Linked DNA regions of Mus musculus: region 1 is linked to region 2. Evidence: chromatin contacts called from public HiChIP or PLAC-seq data. All regions are on one chromosome and are shown on one strand. Each heading gives the region's core, a stretch centred on a gene start, on an enhancer-like site or on the middle of the called end of the contact. The rest is flanking DNA. Distances are from core to core; before and after follow the strand shown.

Region 1 (6,377 bases), core at 851-3,350, 280 kb before region 2:
CAGAGAGAGGTCTGTCTGGTGAGATAAGTCACCAAAAATTTAAAATTTGCTTATCACCCTTCACAGAAATGAGCCATATTTTCAAGCTCCATGAGCTTCCTCCAATTTGACCAACAAAGTTAGAGTGTTGAGAACAGTTTCCGCGTGACTCTAGAACCAAAGTCTTATTTTGGGGGCTTTTGGAATTGTCTCTGTCCAGATATCCAGAGGTCAGAGTGGTCTTTGTTGGAGACTCTGTAGGAGGCTCACCATAGGAGAAAGATCATTTCCCAGCTGAGAGCCATCCAGGAGATAGGGGAGGGAAACAGATGGTTTTATGAGGGTTTGACTTCTACTTTAAGCCTCGATTCTGGAAATGGCAGTGGTATTGTGGTTCAGCCCTGGTAGCATCTGTCACAGGGATGCCAGGCTTAAATATCACAGTGCTCTTTCAAGCACAAATTATATTAAAAGTAGTTTCTGCCTTCCAGGGACTCCCTTGCCTTAAAAGCATCCATCGTCTGTCTCCTTCTGCCTGTGTATTAAACCTAAGCTCATAGATATTCCCTCCGGCTTGCCTTCATCTGGTCTTCCATCTTTTTACCATCGTGTCCTGTAGACCAAGGACTGTCAGACTTCTTTTCTATAAAAAGGCAAATTGTAAATATTTGAGTCTCGGGGCCATGTGTTCTCTGTCACCACTGTTCAGCCCTGCTGTGACAGAACAAAAGCACTCATGGACAATATGTAAGTTAAAGAACATGGTTGGGCTTCAATAAAATTTTATTTACAAGAACAAGGTAGCGGGCTGCATTTGATTTGGCCCGAGGTTGTAGTTTGCCAACTTAACTTCTATTTTAGATGGAGCAAATGTGTTCCTTTTCATACTCATTTCCCTTGCCTTGTAGGCTCTTGGGTTTTTTTTTTTTCTCCAAGCTCAAGTTGCTTAATTAATTAAAACTCATTAGTCACTGAAAGAATATTGTGTGCCAGATGCTGTCCTTGGGTCTAAAGATGCAACAGCGAAAAATAAGCTTTCTATTATTATGGAATTTAGGTTCTACAGAATGAAGAGAACAATGGAAACACATTCTGGGTGAAGAAGGATGAACACAGGATGCATGTGGAGGCGGAGGGCTGTTTTGTAGACGAGAAAAGTCACATTGATGAAATGGTTCAGTGACAGTGATAAAAATCAAGGACAAGTTCAATCTGCAATAGATGTGGGTATAACGGGAAGTTGTCAAGGTGGACAGAACAGGAAGTGCAAAGCACCTGAGGTAGAACCTCCTTGGCCTGTGGGATGCAGTGCAAAGATGCTGGCATTGTTGGAGGGCTCCAAATGGGTGTGGGATGAGATGAAAATTGTAGTGTTGAGCAAGATTTGCTAAAGCCATGGAAAGGACCTAAGATCAGAAGCATTGAAAAGTAGAGATGAAAGAATGGAACATATTCATTGTGCGTGAATGGGAACATTGACAGCTATGTGTAGTGCAGTAGGAAGGATAGGGTCAAAGTGGAAGGACCTGGCTAAAGGTGACAACTGCTATCTAGGGTTCTAAAGCAGAGGGATTAAGACACCACTTTCTGAATGACGTTTGAAGGCATGGTGGAACAATGGAGTATAAAAGAAATACATAGTAAAGGGCAGAGCCAAGGGATTAGAAGGAGGGGCTTCGGACTAATTAAGGTAGTGAGGACTAAGGGAGAAATAGAGTGGGTAGCAATAGTCTAACTTTATTTTATTTATTTCTATCATGTTAAGCTTGAGATGATATTTGGACTTTTCTCTGTGAAATGCTGAACAGTTGGGTAAGCATGCCTTGAAGTTCACTGGCGATGTCAAAGGCAGAGACAGACATTTGAGAACTACCTGTAATCAGCACTTATGGTTGTGAGGTGACATAGGGCGTCCGAGAAAGAATTGAGAAGAAGAGTGATCAGGAAGGCAGCATTCAGATGATTTGACCTTAAGTAGATTAAAAAGTAAAACAAAAAACCAATGAAGAAAGCCCAGTGAGGCAGGAAGTAAAGTAAGAAAAAGTGACCTCCCAGGCACTAAGGGGAGTTTCTTTAGAAGGAGGAACTGAATAAGTGTGGGATTTTGCAAACATATTGAGCAAGTTGAAGGCTGAGACATAGCACAGATCCAGCAACACTGGAACCACACTGACTTTTCCCACGGTGGTCTGAGGAGCAGTGACGAGGGAAAACTACAGAGGCTGTATAAAACAGGTCATGAAAACCCCCGAACATTTCCTTCCTTGAGATACTTGATAACATTTCCCGAACATTTCCTTCCTAGAGATACTTGATAATACTTATGGTGGTTAATCTTAATTTTCAACTTAATTTAGAATTACCCAGGAGACACCTCAAGGCCAGCCTCTGAAAGGGTTTCAAGAATGGCTTCTCCAAGGAGACAAGAACCATTCTGGGTGTTGGTGGCATCATCCCATCAGCTGGATTTCTAGAATAAAGAAGAGAGGGAAGGGAGAAGGTACCAGCTTCCATTCCTCCCTGCTTGCTGACTACAGACTCTCACTCCACACTGTCAGTCCCTCCTGACACATAACGTACCCTCAAACTGTGATCCAAATGTACCCTACTTCCTTGAGTGATTTGGGACAGATATTTTATCACAGTGACAAGAAAAGTCCAGCCTTCTACCATTTTAACTATTGGTTTATATTTTCATAGCCTCAGCTATTTTGTGCCCAATCCCAAAGCTGAGCCACGATCATCTGCTAATCAACTTTTATGTAGCATAATACTAGGCACTTAGTAAATGCTGCCTGAATGCTTGTAAAATGAATATAAAACTGAAATCTAAGAAGATTTTCCACAGATGAATATGACTGCCATAACATTTAGGAACACCAATAATAATAATAATAATAATAATAATAATAATAATAATAATAATAATTAATAATAATAATAATGATGATCTTTTAAAAAACAAGATTAAAGTTACCAATATTTTAAATAAATATAAAATTCATAGTTTAAAAAACAACTGGTATGTCAGACATAATGTAGGAAGATGTAACTTTAATACAGCTCTGAAGCTAAGTACATCTTTAAAGTGCCCGGTAAACAGAATCAGTCATAAACAGAGTTTTAGATGGTTGGGGGAGAGCGAACACTCCATGCTATTGCACTTTTGTGACACTGCCCGTATCTGTGTTTATATCCTGATTTTGTTTTCCTGCAGTGCTGAGGATCAAGCGTGGGACTTTTGGGTATGTCAGAAAGACAGTCTACCATTGTCTCATCTTAACTGGGATATCACACTCCTACCTGTAATTTATACATACACTATCTTGCATAGCATGTAGTGAGATTGCTCAGTGGAGAGAGTTTAGTCCTGCTGAAGATGATGGTGAGGCTCCAGGAGTATTAGGAAGCATCTCTCCCTTCTGTAAACCACATGTACTTAGCATAAACTCCCATAATATTCGCTCTGCTTCTTCTTTTAGAACTTCCCATATTATAAACTCACCACTGTTCTAAGAAACCCCTCAAATTAATGTTCTCCCTTGTGTTGGTTTGAAAGAGAATGGCCTCCCATATATCATAGGTTTGAATACTTGGTCTCCAGTTGGTGGAACTGTTTGGAAAGAACTAGGGGGTGTAGTTTTGTTGGAGGAGGTGTGTTACCTGAGCCTGACTTTGAGTTTTCAAAAACCCATGTCAATCTCGGTTAGCCCTCTCTGCCTCATGCTTTTGGATCAAAATGTAAGCTCTCAGCTACTGCTTAGTCACTATGCCTGCCTGCCTGCTTGCCTGCCTGCTGCCATGCTTTTTACCCTGATGTCTATGGACAACTCCTGAAACTGTGAGCCCCAATACTCACTCCCTATGAGTTCCAATTAACTCTTTCTTCTATAAACTGTCTTTGTCATGATGTTTGCCACAGTAACTGAAACACCCTCTTTAAGGCCACGATTTTGAAATCAAATTCACTGTAGTGAATTACTTTGGGGTTGAATTGATTGGGTCAGTTTTTGTTGCTGTTGTAGAAATGATTCTTTAGTCCTTTGAACTATGTCTATTAAGCATAGAAGCACAGATTAGCACATGATTAATCAAGTGACTTTCTGGCTAGATCCTTTAATTCAATCAACACTGAGACATTATGCCCAGAAGTCAAATGATGATTTTTTTTCCCAAAGGTCCATTTCAAAGGCAAAGTAGCTTCATTATAGAGGACAAAAACCACGATCAAATCTTCTGTCTCTAAGTAACAGCTAGTTAGCACAGTTAGTGACTAGAACTTAGTCATCCAGGTATACTTTATTTATTCAATATGAGAAAAGGCCTGTAGAAGTGTTTGGTGAGTCATTTCATAAGACCAAAGCCAAGCAAAACTAGAGCACTCTTGTTGGAGATATTTTCCTCAGTGTGAAGTTTCTTTTGGGAGACTTGACATACAGGTGTAGTCAAACTTTGGCATGGAAAGTAAGTCATGAATTTTATAGGCAATGACCCTTGATGTCTTAAGCATGTGATACCACAGCCAAATCTAGCAATATTCCCTGAAAGAAGCAAAAATAGATGCAAGAGAGGAAATTAGGTGGAGGTAATTGAATTCTTTAAAAAAATTTTTTTTTTGCTAGCCAAGGATCCCAAGAAGACAAAATCTCGTTCTTTACATAAAGGACATAGCTTCATTTCTATTTTACAGAGAAATAACCTTTCAGAAAACCATTCCTAAAAATTGTGCTACTATGCCTTTGAGTTTCCTATTTTGTGGGTCATAGATTTAACAGGCTGTAATGCTATTTAAACATGGTAGATACTTAATGCACCATGAAAAAAGCCCTTAAGCCATGGGAAATTACAAAAATATCTCAATGCCAGGGTCACAAAAGTGAACATTCTTAACATGAACTTCAAAGGTAAAATGAAATTACATTTCCTGTAGGTTCCTGAGGGTCTATTGACCAATGATCATGGACACCAGTGATTTCACCCACAGTCTTGTTAGAGATTTTGTTCAAACCAGCCAGCCAGCCACTTCTCAGCAGAAATGGTTCTGGAAACTCAGCTTTTGGTACATTGGTAACACCAGGAACTTCATAAATGATTCAGCCAAGAACTAGATTGTCTTTTGTTTTCTCCACATAGATTAATCACCTGATTCATTGTGGAGTTTTCTGGTGCCAGGAAATTTAGAATGGTAACAGATTATTTAGTTAATAGACATTCATCTGAAGAGATTGTTTCTCAACAAAGCACTCAAATGGCCAATACACAACATCATTATCAATTTGATAAACTAGTTCAGATCAATGGATATTTTGAAATTTTAATAATTATAGTTGTATATTTAGTTATTCATTTTGGTATTTGAAAAAAACTACAAAGCTATATAGAAGGGAATAAAAAGCCATGGTCTTGGTGCCCAGTGGGAAGGTGCCTGCTTCTCACTGTTATACCCAATAAAGGATAAATTGATGAAACTCTGTTTGGCAGGAAATTGGAAATGAATGTTTGCTGTACTCAACAGGAGAGAGGAAGACCTTTCTAAAGGTTGTAGTGACTGCTTTACTCTATACTAAAGTAGATTGGGTATCGACTTATGTAGCATTGAGGGGATGTTAGAGATTGTCAAGTTCAGCAGTCAGTTTTCAAGCATGTCTTTTAGTCAGTTTATAAGCATTTCCCCACTGCCCATGTCCTCTACATGGCTGGGAAGTGTTCTCATTCCTTTCACTTCCTGGCTCTTTGGTTTCCTCTTCCCTCTTTTCTCAACAGTCTTCAAACTGGCGGTGGACTAAAGCACTGAAAGGTGCTTTAGGTAAGTGACTGATATGAAGTTTTGCCAATCGGGACCCCTGGGTTTTGTTCTCAGGCCTAACAGTAACTGTGCCTTTTAGGCGAATTATGAGAACACCACACTTAAGATGTTGCATCTATGAAATAGAGACTCCAGTGACTACTTTCCCATTACCTGCCATACTGATTTGGATAATAGAAGCGAAATATTGAACAGAGGACAGACTGAACTGTAGATGTTATTATTTAAAGAAACCTAATTTACCCAGATATAGCTCTCTCTTGTGAGACTATGCTGGGGCCTAGCAAACACAGAAGTGGATGATCACAGTCAGCTATTGGATGGGTCACAAGGCCCCTAATGGAGGAGCTAGAGAAATTACCCAAGGAGCTAAAGGGAACTGCAACCCTATAGGTGGAACAACAATATGAACTAACCAGTACCCCGGAGCTCTTGTCTTTAGCTGCATATGTATCAAAAGATGGCCTAGTCGGCCATCACTGCAAAGAGAGGCCCATTGAACTTGCAAACTTTATATGCCCCAGTACAGGGGAACGCCAGGGCCAAAAAGGGGGAGTGGGTGGGTAGGGGGTTGGGGGGGTGGGTATGGGGG
Region 2 (6,384 bases), core at 2,967-5,466:
ATAACAGTTTAGGGCAGGTGGGAGGTGCAGAGATAAGAATATCGTTATGGGCAGGCTTTTCCATAGGGGAGATAGTAGCATTCAGCAATTGTGTCCAAAGGCAAGTTGAAAAGTAACAACTGTGTGTCTGTGCCTTTTATCAATGGCTTCAAGAGAAGCTGGGTGGGGGCTGGTAGCACTGCCCATTTCCAGAGCTTAGGCAGAGTGGCGAAAGTTACACAGAACACACACACGCACACGCGCACATGCACACACACACATGCATACACACACACACACACACACACACACAGAGAGAGAGACACACACAAACACCTTATTCTTCTTATTCTGAAAAACGTGATAAATCCTGTGACATACATCCCAGAAAGACACATGAACTATTTTACTTCTTTTTATAATTAATTTTCCTGCTTGTCACCTAAATCACTTTTGTAATCACTGCCAAAGACCTCATCTAACAAGCAGCATTTCATTTCTTAAAAAGCAAAATTACTATTGAACATTTCTTATTCCACTTTCTTCATCATCTTTAAAAAAAAAAAATCAAGTTCCTAGCATATGTAAGTGCTTCAAAAGGCCAAGCCATTTAGACAAGTGAGACCCAGACAGACAAATTGGCCTCTGTGAGCCTCAGTTTCCCCATTTGTACACAGGAACAATGGCGTGTGGGTGGGTCACAAGACCATAGAAGAAATAAGCAAGTGAAAATGTAAAAAGCCAGGCATAGAAAATAAAGGTGACTGACCCACGGAAGCCCCCCCCCCCTCGTTCCTCAGTTTACTGACATCTCCGGAGGACATTGCAGATGCACAAATGACACCTCTGGATTTAAAATATGGCTCTTGAAAGCGCAGAGTGTTTCAGTTTCTAAAATATCCTCCACAAATCCCAGGACAGCTCTATTTATAGCCATGTTTTACCCATCTGGGTTCACTCAACCTCCAATGTATCAGAAAGGCTCTCACATTCTGTTTAAATTTCACTTCCCCAAGGAAGACTTCCCTGGGCTCTTCAGCTCAGTACAATCCCGTCTTCATAGCAGCCATCGCCCAAGATGGCATTAAACACAACCTTAGCTGAGTCTATGTTTGTATGTATATTTTTCCTTTCTCGAGTTGTACACTTCTAAGGATGTAACCAATGTCTATTTGTCTTCCCGAATCCCAGGACAGTTTCTGGCATCCACACAGGTAATAAATACATCCTTACTGGTGGGTTGATTGACTGGAGGATAAGTAGATAGGTAGCCAAGGACTTAACTCTTTTCTTGTAACTGTGTCATACACCTATATAATCTACTGTCTCTGTTAGAGCAAAATGTCCCCCAAGGAATCTAAGGCGCTATTCTCCAGCAGCCCCAAATGCCCCCACTTGCAAAAACTGAGGTGAGATCCCTCGGACCCTGTGAGTCAAGCCAGTCTGAATCTATTACACCTCCAACAACGGAAACTGTTCCCCCCCACCCCCACCCCCACCCCCAGCTAAGCAATGAACAGAGTTCCTTCTCCTTCTCCACTGAAAACAAAAACATTTGTCCGCTTTAGCAAATGTCAGCCCAAGCAGTATGAAGAACAAAATATTGAGTGTCACTTCCATCAAGCAAAGTTACTGGGCCAACAGCAGATGCAACCGCTGGCACTGAGAGAAGCCCATTATGTTACTAGCCACAGCACCAGCGATCAAGAGCTCCCCAAAGCCCAAGTTTTCAGGGCTGTGACAAAGCCCATCTATTGTTCTCTGGCAGACAGTGCTAGAGAGAAAGGATCCCGGAGTCTTACGGAAGGCAGGCTGAAAATGCATGTGCCAAGCCAAAACTCAAGCGAGGCTACACAATGTAGCTACTGGAGGAGCAGCTGGTCCTGGTGGCACCAGACTGTGTCTTTTCAAGCCGTGTCATCAACAGTTGTCCACAAAGTAAACACGTTCTGAAGGGGTGCCTGTCAGTTTCCATTTATTTATAAATAAGGAGATGAATAGCATCCAACTTACATTTTTTTCATGGTCATTTTGTTTCCCTCTTTAAATTCCAAAACCAGAGCAGAAAAGATGCCACACAGCAACATAGTAACACAGGGCGACTGCAGCGCTGTGTCCAGGAAGCTGAATTGACAACTGATGGATAACACTTTTGGCCCAGTGCTATCAGGCAGTTTTTCAGACTATTGTTGGAACAAAAGAAGGTCAAGTTTTATTCTTTTCTCCTGCTGGGACACAAAGAGTTGGTCTCAACTTTTCTTTTAAAGGAAGGAGAAGAACGCATTCTTAAATCAAGGCTACCCTGGAGCCCTAGGGCAATCCCAGCACTCCTTAACTACAGGGACTGGTTTGTGGACAAACTCTTCTGCCCTTTGAAATTGATTCCCAGTCTTCTTGGTCCTGCTGCCCAGCTAACGAGGTTCTTTTGAATGTAAATGAGTCGTAGTCAAGACATTTCATCTCCCCTCTATTGGTAATAACAAACGGGGCTTCTTGTGTTATCCTTTGTGGAGCTTTGTGAAGTTCAGTAGTGATGGAGTAAGTTCCCTTCTGTAAAATATATATGTATTGTATAAATATATTAGGTTTAGTGTCCTTCCTCCATTGTCTCCATCAAGTTCTTTTGTTTAAAAAATAAAAGCAAAAATTTAAAAGTATAGATGAATTGAAGCCATCTTAGACCAGATGCTAAGTTGGAAACAAATTCAAAGACTTGGGATATTAAATAAATGTGTCTTGTTTGAAAACAGCGGTGGCATGTTTTAGGCCCAATTCTGACAGTACACAGGTCAGCAAAGACCTGTCAGAGCTTTGGGCGCAAACTTTAATTGCCATCTACTGAGGTTTTATCTTTTTCTATGTATTGAATGCTAGTACTGGCCCCCCGAGACCTGGTGGCCTCAGCTAAGAGAGAATACACAAAGTGATGGTACGTGACCTTGCTCTTTAATGATTACTGACTTGAAGACTGTGAGTTGACTGATATGGGTGCTGGGAATCAAACCTGGGTCCTCTGCACCAAGTGCTCCTAACTGCTAAGACATCACTTCAGCCCCTAAGGCAGGGATTCTCCGCTTGTGACTCCTTTTTACCAGAGAGATTTTGATGGAACATCAGATGGAGAAGCATATAAAATAAGTATACAAATGAAACACTACTAATAAATCATATTGAGATTAATTTTTAAAAACTTTGTATGCGTACAATCTATCATTTACTAAAGACAAAAGTCTATTTGCATACCAATGAGAGATGTGCTTGTTTCTTTTGCATAAAAAATTAAATCTTCTGACTATTTTACATTCAGAACATAGAGCACTTTCAGTTTTTCAAAGTAGATCAATATTTTGATTGGGGACTGGACAGGGATTGAACATTTGCTCCAAACAAAGCTAACAGTAAAGGGGACTGGACACTTAGAGACGGTGTTCTGAGAAATAAATTTATATTTATATAGCCATCAATGTTAAGAGTGCCATTTGGCATAAATAGGTAGTACAAACTGTCAGAAGTGTGCTTAGGAGCATTTAGAAATTGTTGGAAATTCTATCCTAATTGTAAGCCAAAATTCACTGGACAATTTTTGCAAGACTCAAAGAAAGAGGAAGAGAGAATAAGGCTGAGTCACTTGCATATTTTATTTTGCTCAAAATTTTCTCAGAACAACCATGATTATATCTGTATATACATAAAGTAAAATAAACAGAGTATAAGCGCAGCAGTGATGTATGTCACAAGCATTGTCTAATCAGAGTAAACTTGAAAATGACTCAATGACAACAAAATTTCAGGATCTAGAAGCACCCATTGGTCTAAGAGACTAATAACAAATACTTTGTTGTAGTCTGCAGCAACCTATAGCAAACACTTCGTTGTAGTGTGCAGCAACCTATAGCAAACTATAGCCACCTGCATACAGCCACGTTCAACACCCAGTCTAAGTCTGACTGTCTCGGAAAGAAGAGCCTCCTACTACATCTCTGCGTACGTCTGGAGGTAATAAAACACGTCCAAACGTTGCTCTATTCTCTATTGCAGCTTTGACTTATCTGTCATAATTCTCCACTTTGGGCTTAAAGACAATTGATTTTTTTTTTCCCTGTGTGGGCCCTTCCAGGATTTTGACTCCAATTGCTGGCAAAAGTGAGCTTTAGCTTCTCCAAAGTAAACATCTCTCTGTCCTCCAGCCGCCGTCCGTATGTGATGTTGAAAGAATGGCAGGAAATCAATGAGTCATGGTGGGGACTGGACAGGGATAGGACGTGCACTCCAAACAAAACTAACAGTAAAGGGGGCTGGACACTTTGAGATGGTGTTCTGAGAAACAAAGCCAAGATTTCAAGAAAAAGCAAGTACTTTACACAGGAAGGGAACTGAGCATCGTCTACACAGAGGGAAGAGTCTCATTGGGGATGGAGAAGAAGAAGACAGGATTGGATGCAGTACCCAGGCAGAGAGCAGCTAAGCCAAACAGAAGGGTGACAAAGTAGAGAAGTTGGGGGCGAGGGGAATAGAAAACTCAATTACAGCAGTCTTTCCCAGATGAACTGATTACCTATTGTGGTGAAGGGAGTTAGGAAACATGTTGTACCTTGTATTGCTGAGTTGGGAAGGAGCATTAAAAATACCAGTGGGGCTGGCAAGGTGGATCAATGGGTAAGGCACTCAAATCCAAACCCTTAGAATGCAGGTAAATCTGACCACCACGGTCTATAATCCCAATATCCCCACAGCAAGATGAGAGTCAGAGCAAGGAAAATCCTGCCCTCCCAAAAGCTTGCATACCAGATACCCTAGCAACATATATTGGCAGACAGAGACCCAACCTCCAGCTGTGAAAAACGAAGATGGACCCCTTACACATGCTCTGGTGCCTACACAAGAAAACACACACACACACACACACACACACACACACACACACACACACACCCCTTATCAAAATGGCCACAAAGGAAACGGAAGAGAGAGGCAGTGGGAGCTAAGTCCAGGCTTTTGTGGTAGCTGAATGTAGAAGAACGGTGCGGGCCTCCTGACAACACTGAGCATCTCAGTGTTTGCTTCACACGTTTTTCCTTTACCCTGCCACCTGATATATGGCCAGAGCAATTACAGGATTGCTTGTTGTTGACTGACCTATAAGGCCTATTTGCAGAGCACAGTAGTGGCTCTTTGTCCCCATTTCCAAGGGTATGTGCACCTTGGTGTGTACAGATCTACAAGGCCCTGGCCCGGTAGAGACCTCCACTCTGGGCATTTATTAAAGAGTCACAATACCTTCCCAGATTGCCTGAGTTATTACAAAAACCCAGCACCCCATGGTGTGAACTGTCTGACCTGTTCAGTCAGTCCCAACAGAAAATACATTCAAAGTGTTACATTTTCTTGTTTTAAAATTTTCCTATTTCCCATGACATTTTTTGTGAGCTCACTGTAAACATAGCTCTGTGTGTTTTCCCTTCCACCCTCTGAAAATGTGTGTTGTGTGAAATATTAAAAAAGCAATCCACGCTATGCTGGCAGGGCACTAGTGGGAAGACTGGCCTGTTCTCATCTCAGCAGACTCTCTAATCTGAAGCTCTGAAATCTCTCCACCTGGCTTACTAAATTCCCATGGTGGGTCATTGCCACGCCAGCCCATGATTCCAAATTCCCACGGCTTTTTGGGGTGCACTTCTTGCAAACCCATGCTTTGCCATGGTACCTTTCTCTCTGGAACCTTGCTGAGTCGCTGCATAAAGGAAAACACCAAACAATCTTGGTTTAGAATTACCGGGTAACTCAATCGCTGGAGTAACAACTAGCATCCTAATTTGTAAGCCATTCTATGTTAAATCCTCTGGCAAAGGATCCCAATGTATCCGCCACCTAAACCGTGTCCTCCTTCACCTACTTTTTTGCCCCATGAGCCAACCCACCAGCCAGGCTTCGGCTTTCCAACTCAGAAGTCCCGCCTACTCCTCGCCCAGTGATTGGTCCCCTGAAATCTTTATTCATTAGGGGAAGATTCTTCTGAAGTCACCTGCTTAGTGATTCCCTCCTCCTCCCAGGTAGTAACTCTTGGGAAAGCGCAATTAGCATTAAAATACAAACAGCACTAGGGGTTGCCCATAACAACTGTGGGAGTTTTTTGTTGTTTTGGTTTTTAAATCAAAAGATGGAGAGGCAGGCAGCTTCTCCAACCCACCCGGGTTCTCTGGAGTCCACTCCCAACGTGAAGGATAGCTGGGTGTTTTGAAGAGCTTGGACACAGATGGCCAATAGAGTTCCACACAGAACTCAGCCATGTTCCTGTGACTTTCTAGATGACTCCTGGTTTATCCTCCAGCCCCTGTGTTCACTCTTCTAATACTGGTCCAAGCTCCTGCCTCTCTCTCCACCACATGTATTCTCTAGCCAATAGCT

Evidence for each region. HiChIP or PLAC-seq counts read pairs in DNA pulled down with a chosen protein or histone mark.
Region 1: an H3K4me3 HiChIP or PLAC-seq map of bone marrow-derived macrophages shows a contact between it and region 2, with 4 times the contacts expected there. The contact joins two enhancer-like sites.

The regions. Positions count from the first base shown.
Region 1 is chr10:96,461,879-96,468,255 of GRCm38.p6, reverse strand. No RefSeq gene overlaps it. Among named protein-coding and RNA genes, the nearest start is that of Gm33843, 130 kb to the left of the region's middle. Within about 2 kb of position 2,100, at least 53 of the 459 cell types and tissues checked have an H3K27ac peak or open chromatin away from gene starts, as enhancers often do. A contact at or near this core is called in bone marrow-derived macrophages, where this site is marked.
Region 2 is chr10:96,186,158-96,192,541 of GRCm38.p6, reverse strand. No RefSeq gene overlaps it. Among named protein-coding and RNA genes, the nearest start is that of Gm40746, 8.4 kb to the right of the region's middle. Within about 2 kb of position 4,216, at least 84 of the 459 cell types and tissues checked have an H3K27ac peak or open chromatin away from gene starts, as enhancers often do. A contact at or near this core is called in bone marrow-derived macrophages, where this site is marked.